Regions from separate parts of the Mus musculus genome. Here all the other regions are linked to region 1. A link is a contact called in public Hi-C data. All regions are on one chromosome and are shown on one strand. The core of a region is the stretch at or near the end of the contact, and the rest is flanking DNA. Distances in the headings are between cores, read along the strand shown. Region 1 has its middle 110 kb from the start of Gm815. Region 2 overlaps Pum3 (pumilio RNA-binding family member 3). Region 3 has its middle 26 kb from the start of Gm35554.

Evidence for each region. A called contact is a pair of places that touch in the nucleus more often than the background predicts.
Region 2: a contact with region 1 is called in a Hi-C map of uterus, with 5 times the contacts expected there. A contact is called at or near these places in 3 of 484 Hi-C or Micro-C datasets (all in uterus).
Region 3: a Hi-C map of uterus shows a contact between it and region 1, with 2.8 times the contacts expected there. A contact is called at or near these places in 3 of 484 Hi-C or Micro-C datasets (all in uterus) and 1 of 130 datasets of targeted methods (embryonic midbrain).

What each region holds. Positions count from the first base shown.
Region 1 is chr19:26,993,233-26,997,532 of GRCm38.p6, forward strand. No RefSeq gene overlaps it. Among named protein-coding and RNA genes, the nearest start is that of Gm815, 110 kb to the left of the region's middle.
Region 2 is chr19:27,384,972-27,389,271 of GRCm38.p6, forward strand. It overlaps Pum3 (pumilio RNA-binding family member 3), which reads right to left. Exons shown (of 18, transcript NM_177474.5): 18 at 3,727-4,300. Among named protein-coding and RNA genes, the nearest start is that of Gm35554, 42 kb to the left of the region's middle.
Region 3 is chr19:27,368,475-27,372,774 of GRCm38.p6, forward strand. No RefSeq gene overlaps it. Among named protein-coding and RNA genes, the nearest start is that of Gm35554, 26 kb to the left of the region's middle.

The DNA of each region.
Region 1 (4,300 bases), core at 454-2,953:
ATAGACATCATGAAAATACATTTAGAGTTCCAAATTTATCTGCTCTCTGCCCTTCAGCTACCCTGAAAGAATGGACATCTACGAAAGATTTGGGATTCAAAAAATATATGTTTGAGGGCTTGGAAGATAACAAATGCTTGCCAGCCAGCCTGACGACCTTAATTTGATTCCTGGGACCCACGTGGTAGAAGGAGAAGTCATCTGTTGACCTCCACTTGTGTGTGTGTGTATGCATATATATGTGTGTGTGCATATGTATGATAGGAAAGCTATCAGCCTCTGTATGTTTGGATTTTGCTCTGTGTCTAGGTGCAAGAAGACAAAATCAAATGAGATGGATGGAGTGATTTGCCTGACAGACTAGTTTCAAAAGCAGTAGATTAGCTAATATTATAAATATGCATATGTATATATGTGTACATATATATATGTATATGTATATGTATATGATGTATATGATTGATGATGTATATGATGTATATGATTGATGATGTATATGATGTATATGATGTATATGATGTATATGATGTATATGATGTATATGATGTATATGATGTATATGATGTATATGATGTATATGATGTATATGATGTATATGATGTATATGATGTATATGATGTATATGATGTATATGTATATGTATATGTATATGTATATGTATATGTATATGTATATGTATATGTATATGTATATGTATATGTATATGTGTGTGTATACACACACACATACAAGGGAGTTTGGGTTTTTTGTTTGTTTGTTTTTTAAAGGTCATGTTTTTCATTTTGTTTAAAGGGCTCCACACCTCAGTAGATGGTCAGCTGCACTGCAGGTCTGGAAGTTCTTCCTTCAGCCACACCCAAAGCCTGTGTGAAGATGGGTACAGAATCTAGAGACGGCAAGGCCAGGTTTGTGAATTCCTTATGTTTCCCCTAGTTTGTTGAAAGTATTGAAGTCAACCACTGTTGTCATCTATGCAACAGCTTTCATCCTCCGTTCTCAACCCACCTTCATGCTGATGGCATTGCTCCTGGTGAGCACTCACCCTTCTAAACATTTTTCACAAGCACTGTGCATGGGTACAGCTTTATCATTTACAAAGTCAAGCCATGCCTTTATGTGTTCTTGTCCGTGGCCATTTCAGAAAGCTTGGCAAACTTTCTGAAAGTGGGAACTGAGGACCCCTCACTCTGTCCCAGAAAAACTATAAGGGGACTCACGCACACTGTCTTCTGGTCTCTCCTCTTGCATGCTTTTTTTCACCTTAATTCAGTCGGCTAACACAACCCTTTCTTTTGTTTATGAGAATTTGCTCATGCTAAAAAAAAAACAAAATTCTAAAGCAGGATCTACCCAAGAGCAAAATTAAAATAACAATTATCTAAAAATCTCCCTCCTAAATACATTACCACTACACATATTTCAGAGTTCACCAGGAAGGGACACATTCTTCAGCCAGAAAGGGTAGATACCATAGACCAATTCTGGTAGAGTCCTTACAACCTCAATTCGGCTTGATTTACTTCTATGAGATGTCTACAGATGGCTTTTGTCTTTGTTTTATGGGGTGGAAACTGGTTATTTTTCAATCCTGTTATCACAGAATCGGTATTTGGCAAAATTTCCTGTCTTACTCTAGTGCTCCTGTCCCTAGCTCCAGCTACCACCCAAGAGGATGCTGGCTGGCTTCTCCTTCCTCCTCTTTGACTTTGTTGTTGGCATGCTTTTTGTTAGCTTCTTTTCATCAGATAAAAGTAATGTGAAGCTAACCACACTTAGAGGCTATACAAGTGGAGTCTCTGCTTTGGTTCTCACTGACATTTAAAAGCTAAAGCTCCATTGAGCCTCTCAGCCCACAGAAGTAAATACTGAATGTTTTGTGCCTTTTATGCACACACACACACACACACAAACACACACACACAAACACACACACAAAGAGAGAGAGAGAAAGAGGGAGGTGGGGGGAAGAGAGAGACGCACAGGCACAGAGGGGGCATGTGGTGAGGAGGGAAAGAGAGATTGAGAGAGCTATAATTTAGAACTGGTTTTAGTGTTTCCCTTACTGCAAGGAACCATATATCTAGAAACGTGTTCCCCAGCATGGCATGGTGCTATTGGGAGGGGATGAAAATCATTGAATGGGGCTTAGTACTGATTATGATACGGTCTTGTTCACTGTGGGCACTGATCTCAGAGAGGGTTAACTGTTGTTATGAGGTCCTAGTTAGTTCCTACAAGAGCTAGTCTTTGTCAAAAAGTCAGAGTGGCTGACCCTTTGACCCCTTCCACTCTCTGGCTCACTGTCCCAGCAGGTATAGGGTCTCCTGGCCACTCCTCTCACCATGACATTGTGGGCATGAAACCTTTGCAAAAGATCAAATCAAGGGTCCCGCCTGATTTTAGAATTTCAGTCTCTAAAGCTCCAAATATACTTTTAAAAAAATAGACAACGAATTAGAAAGGGCAATTGGCAGATTCATCTGGAATAACAAAAAAAACCTAGGATAGCAAAAACTCTTCTCAAGGATAAAAGAACCTCTGGTGAAATCACCATGCCTGAACTAAAGCTGTACTACAGAGCAATTGTGATAAAAACTGCATGGTACTGGTATAGTGACAGACAAGTAGACCAATGGATCAGAATTGAAGACCCAGAGATGAACCCGCACACCTATGGTCACTTGATCTTTGACAAGGGAGCTAAAACCATCCAGTGGAAAAAAGACAGCATTTTCAACAAATGGTGCTGGAACAACTGGTGGTTATCATGTAGAAGAATGCGAATTGATCCATTTCTATCTCCTTGTACTAAGGTCAAATCTAAGTGGATTAAGGAACTCCAAATAAAACCAGAGACACTGAAACTTATAGAGGAGAAAGTAGGGAAAAGCCTCGAAGATATGGCTACAGGGGAAAAATTCCTGAATTAGAACAGCAGTGGCTTGTGCTATAAGATCGAGAATCGATAAATGGGACCTCATAAAATTGCAAAGCTTCTGCATAGCAAAAGACACCGTCAATAAGACAAAAAGGCCACCAACAGATTGGGAAAGGATCTTTACCTATCCCAAATCAGATAGGGGATTAATATCCAATATATATAAAGAACTCAAGAAGGTGGACTCCAGAAAATCAAATAACCCCATTAAAAAATGGGGCTCAGAGCTGAACAAAGAATTCTCACCTGAGGAATACCGAATGGCAGAGAAGCACCTGAAAAAATGTTCAACATCCTTAATCATCAGAGAAATGCAAATCAAAACAACCCTGAGATTCCACTTCACTCCAGTCAGAATGGCTAAGATCAAAAATTCAGGTGACAGCAGATGCTGGAGTGGATGTGGAGAAAGAGGAACACTCCTCCATTGTTGGTGGGATTGCAAGCTTGTACAACCACTCTGGAAATCAGTCTGGCAGTTCCTCAGAAAATTGGACATAGTACTACCGGAGGATCCCGCAATACCTCTCCTGGGCATATATCCAGAAGATGTCCCAACCGGTAAGAAGGACACATGCTCCACTATGTTCATAGCAGCCTTATTTATAATAGCCAGAAGCTGGAAAGAACCCAGTTGCCCCTCAACAGAGGAATGGATACAGAAAATGTGGTATATTTACACAATGGAGTACTACTCAGCTATTAAAAAGAATGCATTTATGAAATTCCTAGGCAAATGGATGGACCTGGAGGGTATCATCCTGAGTGAGGTAACCCAATCACAAAGGAACTCACACAATATGTACTCACTGATAAGTGGATATTAGCCCAGAAACTTAGGATACCCAAGATATAAGATACAATTTGCTAAACGCATGAAACTCAAGAAGAACGAAGACCAAAGTGTGGACACTTTGCTCCTTCTTAGAAATGGGAACAAAACACCCATGGAAGGAGTTACAGAGACAAAATTTGGAGCTGTGACGAAATGATGGACCATCTAGTGATTGCCATATCCAGGGATCCATCCCATAATCAGCTTCCAAATGCTGACACCATTGCATACACTAGCAAGATTTTGTTGAAAGGACCCAGATATAGCTGTCTCTTGTGAGATTATGCCGGGGCCTAGCAAACACAGAAGTGGATGATCACAGTCAGCTATTGGATGGATCACAGGGCCCCCAATGGAGGAGCTAGAGAAAGTACCCAAGGAGCTAAAGGGATCTGCAACCCTATAGTTGGAACAACAATATGAATTAACCAGTACCCTGGAGTTCTTGTCTCTAGCTGCATATGTATCAAAAGATGGCCTAGTCGGCCATCACTGCAAAGAGAGGCCCATTGGACTTGCAAACTTTA
Region 2 (4,300 bases), core at 915-3,414, 390 kb after region 1:
GTGACTACCTAATGTTTTGCAAGGCACCTTTGCACACACACACAGCCTCTACGAGCCTGACACAGCATCCTGAGGGCTTTCAGGCATAACTTCTACCTTCACAGGGATGAGTGGAGTGCTCTGGGGATGAACCCTTGCCCGCATTCTTGGTCAGAATCAGGGCAACACTGCACTATCAGATCTTCTGAGGACTTAAGTAAGCAGATGGCTTCAAGCAGGTGGTTTTTGCTTTATAGGATCAAGATCACCTGCTGGCCAGTAGGTAGACCCCTATGGTAGCCCTCTCCAAAATAAAAACCCATGGCATTTCTGCTACAAAACCAAGACCAAGGGTTATCCCTGCCTTGTCTCTTGACTGATTCAAACTTGACCTCTGGAGGCTAAGACAAGAGACTGGAAGGCCCCACTTCTCTTCTGTACCTTCACCTAGGTGACCTCATCTTACCCCCATTTTCCCCCCCTGCAAACAGCCTCCCTTTCTAACAAGTCTTGCACTATGACATCTACATAATAGGGTTGATAGACTTCACAAGAAGGTGTTGTGACAAGCAACAGCTCAAGGTGCTATTTCTATCAAGATCATTTGCATTTCAAAAGGATTTTTATTTGGGTTCAGAGTTCCTCCAGGCTTCCTAACCCACAGGCAGAAGGGACTGGAGGGAAGTGCAGATATTCTTACCCCAGACAATAGCTGAAGCAGTGAATACCTAGCTCCAGTGACTCCTGTGTGCAGGAAAGGGGAGGCAGAAATGTTCTGCCTCCAAAGGCTAGAGAGTTCATTTCACTTTCAAGTCACAAGTTTCAGAGTTGTCACGGGGCCTTTAGAATAATTTCCAAATTCCAGTGATCCTTTGTGTAGGAAGCCTGGCTATGAACCACCCAACTGGGCTAGATCCAGTTCTAAGCGCTTCACATACACAAACTCATCAAATCTTCACAAAGACGAGGGGAGGAGGTGTTGTGCTACTTTCATTCCATCAGTGAGCAAACTGAAGCTGAAGTTGTGCAAACTTCCCACAGTCCACCAAACCGCAGGGCTAGGCTTCAAATCACTTGCTCCAGGCTGGCGCTCCCAGACAGTATTTTTTTATTGCCTCTCACTTCACCTGGTTTTTGTCTTCCAAAAGCAGTGGGTTCTGTGTGCCAGTGTTTCAGAAGCCATGCCATCTCACCATGCTAACTGACAAGAAGGAGGAGGACTGAGCAAACCAGACTGCTGCAGAGAAGGCGAGGAAGGGCAGCATTCTGGGCTTTATACCCCCTGAGCCCAACTCTGTCGTCTTATGTATCACCAAGAAATGAGCTACCTGTCAAGTATCGGCCATGTTCATGTATCACTGCTAAGATGCAACTGAAAGATTTGCAATTCTCAAGTGTGCAGAATGGAAGTGATGGAGTATGGCAATATTTATGCAAGCAGTCTGCAGTTCAGGGTCCAAGTAGCCTGGGATTCAGAGGAGAGAGCATCTTTCACTGTTTTGCTCACCTAAGCTGGAGAACTCAAATGCTCTACATTCTGATTGGATGCTCTCACTTAAGCAGAGTACTTTGGTCTGTTAACCATTTTTCCCCTCAAGAATCAACTGTGATTTGGGGGACATGAGGTCATGATTGGGGCAGGTCATAAATGGCCTCCTCTTTCTCACCTACGATGATGATGATAGTGATGATGGTAATCAACTGCTGGCAAGGTACCAGATGGACCATATGTCTCCAGAAGGCTGTTATTTCCAGCAGATCCATATGTAGACTTGGCTTAGATACTGAAATGCAAATGGCAGAATGATTGATTGATCTAGTAACAAGACCAAAACTCCTACCTGGTCAAATGCTTCCAAAGAGCACATTCCTGCTCTGTGATGCTGGTCTCTAAGAGTCCATCCACCACTGCCTGTTATAGAAGAAGCAACACCACGTCATCTGTATCCACTAGCAGATACATGGATAGGGCTGGCAACATGAGCCTTAAGTGCAAGACAAGTTCTACTTAAAAGGAGAGTCTGTTTTCAAGCATCTGGAAGTGATTTAAAATATCGAAATTATTCATTATGCTTAATTGTAGTCATTAAGAGCGCAAAGTCAGATGATTCTCACGACCTTACCAGACCGTTATCACCCCCCACCCAAGTACTCAACACACGAGGCATCAAGAGATAGTCATGTCTTCTCTGGATGTAATTAAGAACAGAACACGGGCTAACATTACTCACTCCCACACCTCTGATGCTCTATCAATCTATCCACGGGCTTACAAACGTGCTGACTTGTGGGGTAAGTGAGTGGGACATTTTTCTTTTTATGAAAGACTCTAAAGCATGATTCCTTGACAGCTCTGGGAGAGAGGGCATCAGGAGGACACTGTGTGGAGTACAGCGTGTTTGCAGGCTGGAGTGCAGAGTAGCTACTTTGTGCTACCCATAAAACGCAGACTAGACAAACAGCACAAGGCATCTTCTGGGTGGGACCACTCACTCATGTGAAAAATCTTAAGCATTCATCCAGACACAGTGCTTTGCTCCAGGCAAAGGTCCTAGAAACATAACAGGGATGGCAAGGGAGGAGAAGGCAAACATAGGAAAGCTGGGATCAGGTGGACTGGGATCACTGGGGGAGAAGCCGCAGCACCCAGGGAGCTTAGTGTGTTTATGTATCAGTTCAGTTTACAGCTGAACAAGGAGGCAGGTTAGTCTAATCTCCGTAGGAGCAATCTCCGGGGCAGGCTTTGGAACTTCTATGGGGCTGAGACAGTAAGATCACTGACCTGGCCACACCCATGTCAACAATACACTCGCTTTCACTCCCCACAACATAGGCTAAGGGACTTGGAGCACCTTGGTGATGTCTCAAATTTAGAAGGAAATGGGAGAGAGCATGGTGTGACCTGTCTCCCTGGCTAAGCACCATCACAAAGTTAAGAGGCCAAGCTTTGCTTTTTCTTTCTTGGGCTGCTGGTACCAGAACTCGCAGGTCCTGCGTGCCAGGCAACTTCTCTGCCATGGAGCTGCACTGCAAGCCCCAAGTGGGTGGTAGGGCTGTTCAGTTCACTGTAATTGGCTCCATATAAACTGATGCTCTAAGACATCATGTTCTTTTACTCTTTTTCCATTTTTGCCTGGGCTGGCTTCAAATTCAAGACCCTCCTGCAAGGTCCCCAAGTGCGGGGATTACAGGTAAGCTCGTACAAGCAGCCTTCCTCGTGTTCTGCTCACCATTATTCTCAAGGAATGCATACACCTCTGCAAAGTTCAACTTAAAAGGTTTTCACTCATTTAGTGTGTATGTGGTCATGTTACAATGCATATGGAGGTCACGAGACAATCTGGGGGAGTTGGTTCTCCCCTTCCACCACGTGGATCCCAGTCAACAAACTCAGGTTGTCAGGTTTGGTTTCAAGTACACACTGAGACATTTTGCCTGCCCAAGATTTACTCTCAGAAGAGATTAGCTTGCTCTAATTAAAATTCAATCTTTTATAAAATTTTACGGAAAATATAAAAAAAAATGCTAACTCCTGTCTTGAGTTTGGTCATGCAAGAAACTGTCCTTGGGCTGGAGAGATGGCTCAGAGGGTAAGAGTACTGACTGCTCTTCCAGAGGTCATGAGTTCAAATCCCAGCAACCACATGGTGGCTTACAGCCATCTGTAATGAGATCTGATGCCCTCTTCTGGTGTGTTTGAAGATAGCTACAGTTTACTTATAATAAACAAACAAACAAACAAATAGAAACTGTGTCCTCAGCTGGATGTGGTGGCCCACATCTTTAATCGCAGCACCAGGGAGACAGAGGCAGGCAGATCTCTGTGAGTTTGAGGCCAGTTTGGTCTACACAATAAATTTCAAAACAGTCAGAGCTACATAGCAAGATCCTGCCTTAAAAAACAAAAAATAAACATGCTCTTTATTGTGTATTTGAATATATACGTTTTAGGTACTCGGGACTTCATACTACATGTTTAGAAATTCACCAGAGCTAAGAACTCAAGTCATTATGGAGAGCGTGAATTAGAACTACAGAGGAAACAGCTGCTTTTTCTACAAGCTGCACAAAAGCACCTTTCAAGTTATGTACGTGTTTTTCACTTTTAAAGATTAAACATGTTAGCACCCGACTCTCATCTCTCTAAACGGTCCTTTATACGGAGAACGAAAACTCGAGTCATGGTATGTTAGCCACACAGAAGCAAATCAAACTGTCTTTCCCCACTCTCCTCCTCACTCCATGCCTAGAGGATCCAGCCAACAGTGGCAGGTGTCATGCCTGGGAAAGGGCTTACTACACCCCAGCACGAGAGGGCAGG
Region 3 (4,300 bases), core at 942-3,441, 380 kb after region 1:
GGTATGACAAAAGTTTTAGACTCCTCTCAGTCAAGGACAAGGCATGTCACCAGAGATGGAGAGGAACTCACATGGCAGTACAGCCTTTCAAACCTGAGAGGTCCTCACACCAATGAGGAAAAGCAGAGAAAGAAGCAGCATGGACTGGGCATGATGCAACATGCCTTTAATCCCAGCACTACAGGCAGAAGGCAGAGGCAGATGGATCTGTGAGTTCATGGCCAACCTGGTCTATATGCCAAGATCCAGACCAACCAGGGCTTACACAGTAAGAGCCTCTTCAAGGGGGAGGGCATTGAAAGAGAGAATAAACACTGGATAAAATAATTTTTAATGGGTCAGCAATTAGTAGTTAAGGTCTGTACATCCCAGAGTTCCTGTAGGGCTAAGTATCCTGTGGAAAATGTGACCTACTGGAGAGTTGAATAGGAAATGGTAAGAGGATGCGATCCTGGTTGGAAATCCACAGACTAAACGGTGATAGGGAAGGACATTTGGCAAAGGACAGGGAGAAGGAAATATATGATCTCTGCACCAGTATGCTTTTATCAAAGGGCTCCAGAAAATATTATTTATAGTGGAATCGATATAAAGATTGAAGGAAGATTAGAAAAGAACCCCAGTTTCTCTAAGTAGAGCAGGCTTCTAGAAGCATTTGAAATTGAAAATCTGTTGGGGGGAAAAATCAGATTTTGGCAAGATTATACAGATGAAAATGGTAAGGTTATATGGAATTTGCAACACCAATTGTTTCTGTTTTTTTCCCATTATGTATGTGCAGAATATTTGATGACAATTAACAGACTCATGGATGCAGTAATACATACATGGTGTACTAGCATCTGAAACACTGAGGCAGGAGCATCCCAGTTTGAGGCTAGTCTGGAGTTGCATAAATGAGACTCCATCTTAAAAAGAGGGAATGGGGGAAGGGAGGAAGGAGATGCTAACGAAGACTGGCTGTAGGCACAACGAAGTTTACAGAGGAAAAACATTACTAGATTTAAAAAATAGTGAGACAATTGCTGTGTAATCAAAACTCTAGGCTGGAGTGCTTGGCGAGTGGTTGGCCATTCAGAATGGAAAGTGATCTTTAGGAGATGGCAGGGATTCAAAAAAAAAAAAAAAAAAACCAGCCATGGAAAAGACCAACAAGATGAATGGACTGACAGAATGATGCAGGATACTGGACATCCTTTTATTTTTTATTCATCTTTTCCCACACAATTTATCCTGATCATATTTTCCCCTCCCCCAGCTCCTCCCAGATCCCACCTGCCTTTGTGCCTGCCTTCATGTTCTTTCTTACACTAGTGAAACAAACAAAAACCAAAAGTCAAAACAAATGACAAAAACCATTAAAGGCAAAAAAAAAAAAAAAAAAAAACCACCAAAAGCACACAAACAAAAAGGAATTCCTTTTACATTGGTCAACGTCTGGGCATGGAGCCTGCCCTGGAACGTAGTTGGTATGCCCAGTGGGCACTCCATTGGAGAAAACTGATTTTTCCTTTCTTAGCTATCAACTCTGACTAGTTCTTGTTTGTGGTGGGAGTTCATGTTCATTTCCATTTCTTAGTGCTGGGATTTTGTCTGGTTTAAACTTGTGCAATTTTTATGTGTGCTGTCACTGTGTCTGTGAGTTCATATGTATATCAGCCTTGTTGTGTCTGGAAGATGCTGTTTGTTGGATGAGTAAGCATCAAAGATGTGTAGACAAGCATCCATCACCTCACGCTCTTGCAATCTTTCCTCCTCTTCTGCCACCCAGATATCTGAACCTTGAGGGAAGAGGATTTGATGAAGAAATCCCAATTAGGACTCAGTTCTCCAAAGTCTCTCACCCCCTGCTCACGTGGACATCCTTTTATGTTGGACCAAATAGGAGTAAGTTGGCTAGCAGTATAAACAGCTAAATGTGGAGCTTGCTGGACTTGCCAAAATAGTGTTGGTTGAAGTACCATGACAAGTTGCTGGGAGAGGAAGGTTCCCTAGTTGATGGTTTTTGGCTTGGTCTTGATAAACAAAACAAAACAAAACAAACAAACTGAAACTTGACAAATCCAAGAAAAAAGTAGTGTCTTAAATCTGGCTTATGAAAGTGGATGGCAAGGGTATCTGAAAGCATGTCGGCTTCGTGACAATAGCTGTGTTCTCACAGACGGAATGCAGAGACTATAAAATAGGAAAGCATGACACGAGGTATTGTTCTTTCCCTTCCCAAAGAGAATGGATTGGTAAACAGTTACTAGCACACTACTACATAGAAAACTGGTATATTTAGTTAGGACTCTTGAGTAAGGCTCAAAGTAGTTTAAGATAAACAACATCCTACCCCAGCAATTTGTTCCTCCAAGTAACTTGCTAATGATAACCTTTTTTTAGAGACCGTTACTGGACTAAACCAAGAATAACTGTTCATTGTCACTGGGCAGTCAACAAGCTAAAAGCTCTTCTTAACTCCCTAAATTGCAAGCTGTAACCATAAACAAAATTCAAGGCTTCCCAGGTCATCCTGACCTTACAATTCCTAGCCAGTCAGCCACAACAAGCTCATGCAGTGTTGCTACCCTAAAAGGAATGCGCATTTCAAGTAGTCAGTGATGGCAGAAAGCAATGCCCTTTATCATTTGATGATGAAGTAGGGTCCTACCTACTGTTAGCTGAGTTTCTGGCCATTTTTAGCATGGAATTTTCTGAATCCTACTCTGTCCTTCTCTTTTCATACTGCTGCCAGGTAAAAGGTTCTTGGTTTGTGTTTTCCCAGAGGAAAGAATTCAGCAGAGAGATAGCGACAGTTTAAGCAGAGGTTTACTTAGCAAAGCTAAAGAACAATCCAAACAGCGCAGGAATGGGTTCACTGGGGGGGTTGGCAGCAGTGCAAGAAGTTGGCTTGTTTTCAGAGGCTTTAATGACTACACCCGAGGTGGATGGGATGGCCACTTGGGCTAAGATCGCCTTTTCCTCTCCAGTTACAGTAGAAAGACTTTCCTTCCTCTCATGGACCTCTTTAAAGGCTCATACCAAGTGGTCATCACCAAATGTCTGAACTGAAGAGATGACTCTGTAGTTAAAAGTATACACTGCTCTTGCAGAAGACCTCAGTCCAGTTGCCAGCACCCACACGGTATCCACAGCACCACCCAGGGTATCTGACACTTCTGGCTTCTGTGGGTATCTGTGCGTGTGTACACACACACTCTTAAAATATTAAGTCTTAAAGAAAACCTCTCTGCTAATAAGGAGTAAGTATAATAAGTTAAGCTGGCTGATACATGAGATAAAACATCATGACCAAGACAACTTAGAAAATAAAGTATATAGCTGGGCTTATTTTTTCAGAGGGTTAGAGTCATGCCAGAGCCGAGGTGTGGCAGCAGGAACATCTGAGAGGTTGCATCTTGATGGGCAAGTAGGCACCAGAGAGAGGCACAGTAGGGTTGGTGGAAGTCCTTTGATCCCTCGGAGCTCACCCCCTAGTGACTTTCCTCCTAATCCTTCCCAAACAGCTCCACCAAACAGGTGGCCAAAGGATTAAACATATGAGCCTATGAGAGCCATTGCAATTCAAACCATCAGAGCTGACCCATGTGGGAAAGACCCTGAGGATTTTTTCCCCCTGTACCAAGTCCCTAAAGGGGTTGGCCAATGTAGAGTCTGGGTGAAGATGAGGCATTCTCCCCACATCTGCACAGGAGACCCCTTTTGTCCTTTTCATGTATTCCCAGTGACCTACTTTCACTGCATCATAATAAGTTTGGTCTAGTTCAGTGTTGGAGGAGGGACACTTAAACAGTCCAGAGAAGCTTCAAAGCCAGTGGGACCCACAGAGCCCACTGTACTCACTGAGTGGAGTTCCAGTGTTAGCTTCATCTGGCTCTAGAGCTGCTTAGAAATTTTGTTGTGCGGTAACTCCTTCAGAAAACACACAGATTCTTTTGTTTTTTGTTTGTTCTATTTGTTTTTTGTTTTTTCGAGACAGGGTTTCTCTGTATAGCCCTGGCTGTCCTGGAACTCACTTTGTAGACCAGGCTGGCCTCAAACTCAGAAATCCGCCTGCCTCTGCCTCCCGAGTGCTGGGATTAAAGGTGTGCGCCACCACGCCCGGCTTGAACACACAGATTCTTAAAGCCAACAGAAAGCCTTTATAGCCAGAGGCTGCATGGGGAACTTGCCCAAATCTTGCAGGTCTGAGCCGTACTGTTCTTGGCCTATTAAGCACAAAAGACCATATCCTGGATTGAATCACTTCGGTTAACAAGAACAGTTAGCAAGAAATGGAAGCACTAAAGCCAAAAGG